Regions from separate parts of the Mus musculus genome. Here region 1 is linked to region 2. A link is a contact called in public Micro-C data. All regions are on one chromosome and are shown on one strand. Each heading gives the region's core, a stretch centred on a gene start, on an enhancer-like site or on the middle of the called end of the contact. The rest is flanking DNA. Distances are from core to core; before and after follow the strand shown. Region 1 holds the start of S100b (S100 protein, beta polypeptide, neural). Region 2 has its middle 11 kb from the start of Slc5a4b.

Region 1 (6,539 bases), core at 320-2,819, 140 kb before region 2:
AGCCTTCTGTGCACAGGGACAGTCAGCCACAGGGACGTGGGGAGCAAGCAGTCTGTTCTCCTCTTTCCTTAGGTCTGGTGCGACCTGGATTACTTCAGAACAGGGGAAAGATGAAGAAGTAACAGACAGCCTGGGCCAGTGACGTGAGAGAAATGAACTCCCGCTCCTGAGCGTCTGTGTTTGGGAGTCTCGTGGATCCTAGCATTCACTAAAATGACACTTGGGGGTGGTGTGTCAGAGCCGCTGTTTATTCTTTTTCTTCATGAGTAACTTCCTAGGTGCCGTTGGCTTTTTCCCTGACAGTTCTGATGTCAGAGCCAGGTGAATGGTAGGACTGCTCCTACTAACTGATGCACAAAGCATGTGAACGGTCCAGCTCCTAACGGATGCCCCAGCAGTTGTGGGCCCCAAGACACCCGTGGGAAGAGTACAGGCTCTGAGCTTAGGTTTTCAGTACAGACTGTTTCAGTCAACACCTCCCCCCACCTCCCTGACAGGAGAGCACTGTGGGCAAGCCAACTGCTTCAAAGATTCCCGTGTAAAAGATGGTGATTCCCAGGGTCTCACTGGGGCTTTTAAACATCTCCCAAATGATAGGTGGGAGCAGTGTAGTTCTCCCAGTTGCAACATAGGTGCTTTGATTTCGAACCTACATGGCCTCCAGAGGCTGATGTGTAGGAGACTTGGTGCTAATCTGTGGTATCACAGGGAGATGATAGAACCTTCGGAGGCAGGCAAAGTGGGAGGAAGCTGCATCACTGAGCCACGCCCCTTCCTTTGTTTCTTTGTCCTCATTGGGGTGGTCTGCCTCAAAGGCCCCCCAAACAGTGGATCCTGACACCTGTGCACCGAAATTAGGAGCCAGGCCGTGGTGGCGCACACCTCTAATCCCAGCACTCAGGAGGCAGAGGCAGGTGGATCTCTGACTTCGAGGCCAGCCTGCTCTACAGAGTGAGTTCTAGGACAGCCAGGGCTATGCAGAGAAACCCTGTATTAGAAAACAAAAACCAACCAAATAAGTCAATAAGCCTTCCCTCCTTCAAGTTGATTGTTCTCCAGTGCTCTTGTTGAACCAGGCCAGCAAACATGCACGGTACTTTGATATCGTACATGAGTTATCATTTATAGATGTGCCGTTACTGGCTAATTTTTTCCTGTTATAAAATCATAGGTGTAGCAAATATCTTAAACTGTTATCAACTGGGATTTCACTAAATGTGAAGAGCCTGACACGCCCACCTCACCCCTGTATAGTCCTCTTGGAAGATGAGATTCCGACTCTTCTGTTAAGTCAAAAGGCAGAGGGCATGGGACGACAACTGCCCCTGCATACAGAGTTCCTGTCGCCCGGTATCTGAGTGCCTGAGGAGTTAATCCCCAAGTCCCACTGGAAATTTTCTCCAGAAGCCCACAAGCCCGCTGCCTTCCTACACATCAATTAATTTGCCTGCATGGGAGAAAGGACAACCTCAGCCAGACATCCAGTCAGTCAGTATCAACATGCCCAGTTAACTTGGAGAGTGGTTTCCTGTTACCATGTGACATGGCTGTGCCACACCCAGGCTTGGCACTTGACCCAACGCTGACTGGTTTTCCTCTGTCTGTGTGGTTGGCTACTTCTGTGACCCAAGGGCGCTCTCTGTGACAGGACACATTCATTGTATGCCACCAGCGTTCCCATATCGTTCAAGGCGTGCTGTGAGCCTTGGTTTAGGGGACCAAGGGAGCACTGGGTGGCAGTTGGATCACAGTTCACCTCCACGGGAGCACTTGGTTTGTAGGCAGTAGAAACGCTAATAAACTGATTCAAGGGCAGAGGAGACAGTGGGTAAGGAAGTGAGTGTTTTCACTACCAGAATATTAACTGCCCAAAGACGAGCAGCTTGCCAGGAACTCTTCTGCAACTCCCTAAGTGGACTCCAAACTAAATTTAGGCCCTGATGTCATATGCTCTCGGGAGCCCTTCCTCCCCTCGGGCAAGTATTCACTCGTGGGCATGCTAGGTTGGGTGCTTTGTGAGTCCCTGTATCTCAAATATTGAATTATTGAGTGATCATTAAATGTTTATTTAATCTCTGATATTTCTTTGTAGGAAGTACCAGACAGCTAGACAAAGCGAAAAGATTTCTTCCCCTCCCCGAAACTTCTCATGCTTTGAAAAAAAAGTGTCTGTGTGTGTGTCTGTGTGTGTGTGAGTGTACATGCCTACGTACTCTCACACCATGGTACACACATGGAATTGGTCTTGCCGTGTAGATCCCAGCAGTCAAACTCAGCTCATCAGGCTTGGTGGCAGGTGCGTTTGCCTGCTAAGCGTTCTCACCGGCCTTGTTCTGTTTTAAGAGATGGCCCAGGCTGGCTTCCTGCTTCCACCTTTGAAGTACAAGGACTACAGATGCGTGCTGACGTATCCTAAGTGTCACTTGTGAGTGGCTTACAATTCTCTTCTGCTGCCCTCACCCATGGATCCTTAGATTCAAGGGATAGAAACAGCCCCTCTGAGCTCATACTCCAAGGGCTTAGCCATTCAAACTAATATCCAGAAGCAACCCAGGGTCTGGATACAGAGACAGGAGCAGACATAAGGACCATTTCTAGTGCAGCTCAGAGATGGTCTCTTACCTCCAGGAAGTGAGAGAGCTCGTTGTTGATAAGCTCCTTCAGTTCTGACTTCTTCAGCTTGTGCTTGTCACCCTCTCGCCCGGAGTACTGGTGGAAGACATCAATGAGGGCAACCATGGCCTTCTCCAGCTCGGACATCCCGGGAGCTGCAGAGGAAGGATACGTTTTCATGTTTTCTACCCTGTTCTTTGGAGAGCTTAATACGTTGTTCTCAGGCCTCAGCTCAGATGAGGGGTAGAGAGGCCTACCAGGGAGAGGCATCCTGGGATCCACGCTGACCAGGGTTCATCCTCTTTTGCCCAGGCCCACCCTGTCCCTTCTATGTCCCCATAGGCTACAGAGCGAAGTTTCCAAGACCATTGGTTTCTGGTTGGGTTTGGCCAATGAGAAACTAGCAAAGATGCTAATGCAAAGCATTAGGGAATGACTCCGGGTCTTCCTGGTGGCTATTCCCAATCCCAGAGGTCTCCAGGATATACCATCAGCTGATGGATTTAAGAAAGACACTAAGATGACTAGTAACAAGTAAATATCTACCTGTACACACGCACACACACACACACACACATCACTATCAGTGAACCATTTTTAAAATGCAGTAACAGCTTCCTCATACAGCAATAATATCAGGGGTTAGGAGGAAAAATGCAGGTACTTCCAAAAGATTCTGAGGAACAAGATTAAGAATGTTCTGGCTAGTTTTATATCAGCTTGGCACAAGCTAAAGCCCTTTCTCAGAGACAGGAACCTCAATTAAGAAAAACGCCCTCATAAGATCCAGCTATAGAGCATTTTCTTCAGTAGTGATCGATGAGGGAGGGCTGAGCCCATTGTGGGTGGTGCCATCCCTGGGCTGGTGGTCCTGGGTTCTATAAGAAAGCAGGCTGAGCAAGCCAGTAAGCAGCATCCCTCCATGGCCTCTGCATCACCAGCTCCTGCCCTCGGGATCCTGCCCTGCTTGAGTTCCTGTCCTGAATCCCTATGATGATGATCTGTGATGTGGACGCCAAAGCTGAATGGCCCTTCCTCCCCAACTTGCTTTTTGGTTATGGTGTTCATCTTAGTAATAAAAACCCTAACAAAGAGCTTATTTTCATTTGAATTAATATATTAGTTTAAGATGTATAAATAAAATATGAGTGAGGTTTTTTTGGGGGGGGATGGGGGACAAACCAAAAATATATATATAAAAAATAAAGACTGTAAAATTCCTGTACCAAGTTTTTGAAAACTACCAGTGAAGTGACCTTGCAGAAACACGTACTCCAAGGTCATATGGTTCTCCTGGCATCCTGACAGGGCGACGGAGGCCCAGCCCTGAGTTCTGTGCTTGCTTCATTGGCCTGGCCTCAGAGTACAGCAGCTTCTTTGTGAACAGGCATGCATGCCTGAGAGAAGCAAACAGCCTTTGCAGTGGGCACCTGATGCCACAGCCACAGCCCGGGGATTCAGGGAGGGCCGCTCGATTATCTGAGGAACTTCATTAACATTAAGCCATTAAGGGTGGCTCTGGGATCATTTTAGAAACCAGCCTCTTAGGCAGAGACATTTGGCAGCTCCTAGCCTCGAGTTCTGATCCTTAAACCAGAACCTGCACTGTCATAATTAAACAAAGGTTCAAAAGTCATTTCCATGTTGAACATGTTACATTTTAGAATACAACTTTCGTAGCTTTTTACATTTTTATTAAGGATCTCCCAAAAGAAACGAAGGTTTTCGCCCTGTATTGGCTCTCTGGTTCTTTGGTTTGTTCATGTTTTCCAAAGACACCTGAAGTACCTCATATAAGAAGAACAACCCAGATAGACAAAATGTAACATTCTCTCTTAGTCTCTTAACTTGAGTTTTTAGTTACTGTTGGTCTTTTAGCTAAAAGAAAATCCTATGTGTCTGGGTGTTTTGCCTACAGGTATGTCTCTGTAGCGTGCATGCCTGGTGCCCGCAGAGGCCAGAAGAAGGTGTTAGATCACTGGGAACTGGAATTACAGTCAGTAATTCCATGTGGATGCTGGACTGAACCATCTCAACAGCCCCGGTTACTGTTTTTGTTTGTCTTTTTTTTTTATGAAAGAAAATATGTTTAGTCCCATGGGGAGGGGAGGGAGGAGAGGGGAGGGAAGGACAGGCACAGAATTATCTGCCCTTTTTCCTTTTTAGATTGAGATGGGGGTCTCACTGTCCCCAGATTCTCTTCTAAATAATGATCTCCTTGTCTCTACTCTCCCAAGGGTTGGCTCATACCCAGCACAGTTATTGATTTAAAAAAAAAGTCTTCAGAGATTCTGTGTCATACTGATACTGCTCAAAGTCCTAACGGCTGGGGGAGGGAGAGCTAAATGATCTTTTTGTGGATAAGGACTAAGACTTAAAAGTAAATGGTGAAACACCATATCCCATAGGCAAAAAATAAATAAATAAATAAAAATTTATTTTTTCATGACTATATTAAAAATTCAAAAATCTCCCTATTCTTTCAACTAAGGAAGCATTGGTTTGTTGTCTGCCTTCTAAGACAAACGGATGAGTCTTTATAAAGAAACACAGGGCTGGAGCTTCTTGGGATGGCACTGCCTGTAAGGTGAGGGGTCCCCACAGAGACCACCCTTCCCCAGGAGGGATGACAGGAAAGTCAGGAGCCACCCCCAAACCTTCATCTCTCTGTCCCAATTCATAATGATTTGAAAAGTTTCAACTGCTTTGGATTTTTCTTTTTTGAGCAGTGTCTGGAGATGTAGCTCTTGGCGTTTCGAATAGGAAAACTGGAAAAGCTCACAGGGGTGCTCCAGGGACCCCGGGAAAAGTTGCCATGAAGAAAGGGGAGCTGCGGTTGGAGATTTGGGGTAACCCTATTCCAGGAAAGGAAATCCTTCCCTTAGGACTCAGAGAAGACGCACTGTGCGCCATCTCCAAAAACATCGGCAGTCATTCTGAAGTTCTAACTATGGCCTAAGGTTTCCCTGGTTTAATGAAAACAAAACCAAAGACAATCCCCCCGCTGTAACACAGACACTGCATAGTCAGTGTCAGCCGCAGTCACAAGGAAACAGTAAAGGCAGCCTAATCAGCAGCTCTGAAATGCCACCAAATGTCCCCAAAGGTCTCTTAAAAAAAAAAATTCTTAAAGCTCAGTTCCCATTCTATCCCTGTCACCCCTCACCCTCCGAGGAAAGAAAAAAGCAGGTTTTCTCTTGGGTCCTGTCAGTGGCTTTCTCACCTCCTGGTCACCTTTGCTGCTGGAGTCCTCTCTGGCTTCAGTGTCCGAGTAACAGGAGTGTAGACAGAACAGCTTCTTATTCTTCCTGCAGAGAGAACTGGGTGTGGGCTTGGCGCAGTCCACTGCAGGCTGAGGCTGCCAATGGGGGCCAAGGATAGGGAGGAGTTAGACACCCAGGCCTGCATACAGGGCCCCATTGAGTGGTACCCTGGGGATCCACTGGGCAGCCACAACTGGACTTGATCTAGAAAGAATACGGGTCTGTTGGGTAGGAAGTGTAGAGTCAGCTTCTCTGCACCTTTTAAATGTATTACATGAACATTGGCCCAGTTCCAAAGGCAAGGCTGGGGTTGGGAAGAGGAGAGAGACAACGTGGGTGAATTGATTTAAACAGCAAATCTGCAGCCAAGAACTGGAAACTTCTCATGCTGAGTGCTGGAGACTGTGTGGCCCTGACTGGCTTCTAAGGAGGCCTCTTGAACATCTTGCTTGTCTGCCAGCTTCCTGGTCCCCTCCTGCAGGTATGCCATGCTGGGGCTGGTGATGCTGGGTAGTGGTTACCCCCAGACTCCTCTTTGAGCCCAGTATTCTCAGGGACCAGCATGCAGTAAGTTAGTTACATACTTAGTACTTGTTGCACCTAGGGAAAGACCTGCCAGCTCTTGTCTTGGGGCTCTCTCTCCCTACCCTGGTCAAAGGTTAT
Region 2 (6,495 bases), core at 2,317-4,816:
GTAGAGGTTGTTAATGACCTGGTGAGCTTTTTGCTCTCTGTGGTGGCATATCTCACCCACCTATTGCTATAGAGGCAGACCTGACCCCCTATTGCTGTGGAGGTGGAGCTCGCCCAGATTCTCCAGAATGGTTATGCCAGCCTTGCCAGTTTGACAAGCCAATCTGCACCGGGATTTCATTCTTATCTCTCTGTGGGGCTGGCTTCCCTGCCTGGATACCTTCAGGGAACCCCTCATTATACTGTTTCTTATTTATCTTCCTAAATCAAAGTTGGATTCAAATAGACATTGTAGCAAATTAAGATTACTTGCACACACATTTTTTTTTAACTGTTGCAAGTCTTCAGCAAACTCGTGTACCACTTGGAAGTTTGTAGTTCTATAATTCTCTCCACTCTGTGGTCTCACAGATCCAGAGAGAGACAGAGACAGAGACAGAGACAGAGACAGAGAGAGACAGAGAGAGACAGAGAGAGACAGAGAGAGAGAGACAGAGAGAGAGAGACAGAGAGAGAGACAGAGAGAGAGACAGAGAGAGAGAAAGTTTACATTTCAAGAGTCTGGGAGATATTAATGACCTTGAATAGGGAAACTATCTTTGTAAGCAAGAAAAAACAGGCAGAGGTACTCTGCCAGCCAGATGTCTTTACAATTAACCCTGTACCTGCAGTTTTAGAAGATGAAGCAAATTTACTGATGTCTTTTAAACATCATCAATGGCCAGGCAGTGATGGTGCTTGCCTTTAATCCCAGCACTTGGCAGGCAGAGGCAGGCAGATTTCTGAGTTCAAGGCCAGCGTGGTCTACAGCCAGGGCTATACAGAGAAACCCTGTCTCAAAAACAAAAACAAAAACAAAAAACAAAAACATCATTGATGGTCATTAGTGCTATTATTTATTTGTCTTATTTGAAAGAAAGAGCAGTCACCACTCAAATACTCCTTGTCTGCATTCCTTCTATTATCTCCCCCCCACCCCCCGCCAGTCCTTCTGACCACAGGTTCCTTAAGGTTTCTCTGTTTGATGATTTGGACTTGGTGTTCCTGGATCCTTGCCTGCCCTCGTTAGTCTAATGCATGGTTGTTGGTGCCGTCTCAGCCTTTTTTTGACTTTTGTTTCCTTTGTCCCTGGCCATTCCCAATAACTTCTAAGTTCCTGTGCTTCAAGCCCTCAGCCTTTGGTAACGTGTCAACTGCATAGGTCCTTTGTGTGCATTAAAGGCCTCTAGTGCCCCTGTACTGGCTGGTTTTGTGTGTCAACTTGACACAAGCTGGAGTTATCACAGAGAAAGGAGCCTCCCTTGAGAAAAGGCCTCCATAAGATCCAGCTGTAAGGCATTCTCTCAATTAGTGATTAAGAGGGGAGGGTCTATCCCATTGTGGGTGGTGCCATCCCTGGGCTGGTAATCTTGGGTTCTATAAGAGAGCAGGCTGAGCAAGCAAGCAAACCAGTAAGTCACATCCCTCCATGGCCTCTGCATCAGCTCCTGCTTCCTGACCTGCTTGAGTTCCAGTCCTGACTTCCTTGGTGATGAACAGCAATGTGGAAGAGTAAGCCAAATAAACCCTTTCCTCCCCACCTTGCTTCTTAGTCAGGATGTTTTGTGCAGGAATAGACACCCTGACTAAGACAGCCCCCTCAGAGAGTCAGCAGATTATAAATGGGGGCCAATCTATTTCACAGAATGTCTACAGTTAGCTCAACACAATGTTTTCCTGAATATCCTTTGAAAGTTTTTTGTCATGCATTGTAAATGGTCATCTACCTTACTCTGGTCAATTACAATTTTCTGCCACTAAAAGATGGCACTTCCACATAAGAAGGATGAGGAAGTGGGCTACGGAAAGGCTTTTTGTGCTGCCGTTCCTGGACTCTTTCTCTTTTTTTGGTTTGGTTTGGTTTGGTTTTTTTTGAGACAGGGTTTCTCTGTATAGCCCTGGCTGTCCTGGAACTCACTCTGTAGACCAGGCTGGCCTCAAACTCAGAAGTCCTCCTGCCTCTGCCTCCCAAGTGCTCGGATTAAAGGCGTGCGCCACACTGCCCGGCACGCCTGGTCTCTTTCTTAATGGGAATATTCCTGTGCCTCTAAGCATCAGTAGTTTAGAGCTAGAACCCAATGCTGGCACCCTCATAGGACCACCTCGCCATTTGATGACAACTTCAAAATCACAGCACAAGACTCAACATTTGGGCTGGAGAGATGGCTCAGCGGTGAAGAGCACTGACTGCTCCTGTGAAAGGTCCTGAGTTCAAATCCCAGCAACCACATGCTGGCTCACAACCATCCGTAATGGGATCTGATGCCTTTTTCTGGTGTGTCTGAAGACAGCTACAGTGTACTTGTATAAATAATAAATAAATAATATTTTTTTAAAAAAAGACTCAACATTCATCTCATGAGCAGCCATTTATATGTCCTCTCCATCCCATCCCTCAGTACCCTGAGCATCTGTAGAACGATGCTTTCTTCTCTACCCTATGTGGGATTACTCTGTACATTCTGGGGCTCCAGGAGGTGATGAGGCTCCCCTTCTGCTCTCAGGTCAAAACGAATCTGGTTCTTACCAACTTGATGGGCTGTGCTTCTTGACTGGGTCCCTGAGCTTTTCTGAGTTCTATTGCACTCTTGGGAGTCCTGGCCCCAGGGCCACCAGGAGGGTATATCTCCTATGGATAACTGGTCACCTGGGTGCCAGACTAGTAAGCACTCCCGGTGTGTGGCAAAGTCTGGCACCCCTGTGACAACAAAGCTGGAATCACCATCACCATGGCTCTCAGCAGACATCACAAGAAATGTGGGATTCTGATAAGAGAAATCCAGGATACCCAGGCTTCTTTGGGAAAACAGCTTTCAACGATACTGGCAGATCAGTCTAGACTTCTACTTGAATGAACTGAATAATAGTGAAGTAAAACCGGGCTTTTTAATACCACTTTTCTTCGTCTCCCATACAGGGCAACTCATAATTCCATTCATTGTTTGAAAACCCCAAGGTGGAATCCCAAAGATCACCTGGATGTGGGGAAGGGTGTGCTTGGGTGAAGTAGCAAGGACTCACATGAGAATTCTATCAGAGCCTGACCCTCAAGGCCGCTTTGTCCTTCCAAGGTCTCTGGGAAGGCTTAGTAAGCAGGGAGGAGGAACGATGTGGTCAAGTTTAAGTATATTCAAGGATGTTGCTTAGCCACTACTGTTGTTTGGGTTTTTGGGGTTTTTTTGTTTTTGTTTTTTGTTTTTTGGTTTTGGTTTTGGTTTTGGTTTTTCTTATCCACAGCTCCCAGGAACTCCCACTGTGATAGCCACTCAGGCAGAAAAGGGACAAAGCTCAAGGCCACCTAAGATAAAATGTACAAGACTGACTGTTCCAACCAAGTGCAGGATTTAATGATATGAAGTACATTCATAGCACTATAAGCCATCGCCGCCTCCCGTTTCTAGAAATTTTAATCTTCCAAATGAAGTTATACACCAGAATGCTCTCATCTTCCAGCAATTCACTTCCTACTCTCTCTAGCCTCTGATAGTGTCAAGTCTATACTCTGCTGAAATGACTTTGTTTATTTTAAGAACCTCGCCCAGATAGAATATGTGACATTTGCCCTTTGCAGGCGTGGGGTGGGTTCTGCCTTAGATCACTTAGGAAAATGTTTTGAAATCTTTTGTCATGTGTCAGAACTGTATTTGTTTTCAAGGCTGACTAATAGAAAATGATCCACATGTCTTATGTTATTTATCAACTTATCTATTGATGGTTACTTGTGTTGTGTATTTGGCAGCTTTTTTGTTAAGATAATGAAATACCTAATACAGGCTCTGTGTGTAAAGCTGAGCTTTCAGTCACAGAGATACTTGCTTGAGCATGCTCATGGTACCTAGTCACAAAAGTTAGAGAATGCAAGAGGCTAGATGTTCAATAACTGATTGTAAAAATGCCCTTACAGACACAATGGAATTCTGTTCATCTATAGAGAAAACAGAAATCATGACATCTGCAGGTACATCGATGGAAATGGAATATATTCTGAGTGAAGTACCTCAGATCCATAGTTTTATACTCTACATACACTCTAATATGTGAGCATGCATGAGTTTATGTGCACCACACAATGCAGGGGCCTGTAGTGTAGAGTCATGCAGGGACATCAGAACCTATATGGAGTTACAGTTATGAGCCACCATGTGAGTGCTGGGAACCCAACTCAGGACCTCTGCAAAAGTAATAAGCATTCTTGTCTGCTGAGCCATCTTTCCAACCCTTATATCCACGTCTTTAGGTTTGATTCTATAGGAATATTTGGAATAACCTGTAGAAGCCAGGAAAGTAGAAAGAGACCACTGGGTAAAAACAGAGCAAAGAGGAAAAGGGAGGAAGAGGCCTCAGCTGGGGAGGCTAATATGAGAGAAGAGGACTGAGCAGGTAAGCAACACTAAGGATGTTTGGAGAAGCCATATGGATACCCATTACTTTATAAGCTTATTTATAGTGTGTGTATGTAGGATATCTATGTATGTGTGTAATGTGTGTATGTTTGTATATGTGTATGTGATATTGTTTGAAGTGTGTATGTGTGCATATAGATAAGTGTGTATGTGTGCATATATATACAGCATTAATGAATTTGCCTCCCTGTGATGAGGTAATACTCCCTGGTCCCCTCTGAGCCATAGAGGGGGAAAAAAAAAAACCAGTGCCTGCAAGGGATCTCTCCCTTTGAGCTGTTAGTTGGTGTGTCTGACAGACCATCAAAGCAATTTAAGCTATTGTTGCCCTTGGCTGCCTGCCAGGACATGAAGCTAATTCATGATTGCTGAAGACGACACACACTTCAGTTTCAGCCCTTGAAGAGATCAAGAACCTGGACGCCTCCTCCCTAAAGCAGCTCTCATTGTATTGGAAGGTGCCATGCAAGCTGCCAGAGGAGAAACACTGTCAACCGTCCAGTTTAGCTGGAAAGCCTAAGAACAGATTGGAACTTTCATCTTGGGTGTAATCAGTTAGCTGTTTAATTGGACCTAATGCCCATTCAACTGCGGAGAATGCATGCTTAGTCATGCTTAGTGCTGTAAACCTAGCTATGAGCCCACAGCTGGAGAGCTCAGAGGTCCTAGAGGGGAACATATTACTGATACATTGTTACTAAAGGGATATACATTTCAACTGCCTTTAAATACTTCTCTTTATACTATAGATAAAGGGGGTTCTCAACTCTCAGGGGGGAATCCATTTTGGAGTAAACAGAGGTTATTACAGGTGCACAACTGGTCACAATGCAGAGAAAGCCATTATGAGATGCCCAAGAAAGCATAACTCCTACACCCCGGGCTCAGAGAAGATTGTGGGAAAGGCGGAAGAAAGATTGCAAGAGTTCGAGGCCCAATATATACAAGAAAAGGTCATGAATTCAATAGGGGTGGCAGACGCTGGATGACCCGGCGGCAGGGGCCAGGGGTTGGTGGAGGGGGCAATGCAAATACAATGTCTCATGTGGGAAATTATTAAATAAATTTTAAAAGGTTTTGCTCTCTCTAAATTCTTTTTTAAATTAATTATTTTATTTGTTTACATTTCAAATACTGTTCCCCTTCCTGGTCTCCCCTCCACGAACACCCCACCTCCTCCCCTTCCCCTTTGCCTCTAGGGGGTGCCCCACCCACCCACATACTCCTGCCTCACCCCTCTAACGCTTCTCTGGGACATCAAGCCTCCACAGAACCAAGCACCTCCCCTCCCACTGATGGTTAAGTGCCTTCTCTGCCTGGCAGAACTCTGCTACCTTGTAGCGTGAGCCAATGGAACAGCCCCTGTATACCCTTTGGTTGGTGGTTTAGTCCCTGGGAGCTCTGAGGGGTCCGGTTAGTTGATACTGTTGGTGAACTATGATTGAGGTTTCCCGCACTAAGGCTCACGACATGACAGGTCCTATCAACCTTCATAGAAGTGGGAGGGGCTCCTGGGACCATATCCTTTACTACTGACCTGTTGGCTATCGACAAGTTCTGGGATGAGGGAATCTCCAGCTGCCCTGTTGTGTATGTATACTGAGCCCACTGGACCCCAGCAGAGAACTCCAAATTCATGCTCAAATTAGGCAACCCTGGTTAAACTCAGTGGATCACATTTAAAATAATAATAATAATAATAATAATAATAATAATAATAATACAGGCATAAAGAAAGCAGCCAATTGTGGTAAAGCTATCTTATCTCTCCTACTGGAGTCTGGTTCTGAGCCCAGATGGGTCAAAGGTCGTGTGATCCCATCCTCCCCACCCCCCACCCCAAGCTTCTTGTTCTTAGATTTTCTTGTTTATGTAGCAGGAGCCTCTGCTGGCTACTCCTGGTATTGCAGCATGTGAGAACCAGCCCACTCTTCCATCACCAAGAGATTCTGTAGTTTATACAGTGACTGGGAGGTGTTAGGTGGTGGGTTGTGACATATCCAAACCACAAGGTATGTACTAGGAGGAAAACAGAGCACTGGGGTCTGTACTGA

What was found. A called contact is a pair of places that touch in the nucleus more often than the background predicts.
Region 1: a contact with region 2 is called in a Micro-C map of the HL-1 cell line, with 2.7 times the contacts expected there. The contact joins two enhancer-like sites. A contact is called at or near these places in 2 of 484 Hi-C or Micro-C datasets (the HL-1 cell line and nephron progenitors) and 3 of 9 other capture datasets (adipose tissue, embryonic stem cells and pancreatic islet).

The regions. Positions count from the first base shown.
Region 1 is chr10:76,253,256-76,259,794 of GRCm38.p6, reverse strand. S100b (S100 protein, beta polypeptide, neural) reads right to left here and starts at 5,959. Exons shown (of 3, transcript NM_009115.3): 1 at 5,837-5,959; 2 at 2,623-2,768. The coding sequence starts at 2,760. Within about 2 kb of position 1,569, at least 115 of the 459 cell types and tissues checked have an H3K27ac peak or open chromatin away from gene starts, as enhancers often do. A contact at or near this core is called in the HL-1 cell line, where this site is marked.
Region 2 is chr10:76,118,777-76,125,271 of GRCm38.p6, reverse strand. No RefSeq gene overlaps it. Among named protein-coding and RNA genes, the nearest start is that of Slc5a4b, 11 kb to the right of the region's middle. Within about 2 kb of position 3,566, at least 27 of the 459 cell types and tissues checked have an H3K27ac peak or open chromatin away from gene starts, as enhancers often do. A contact at or near this core is called in the HL-1 cell line, where this site is marked.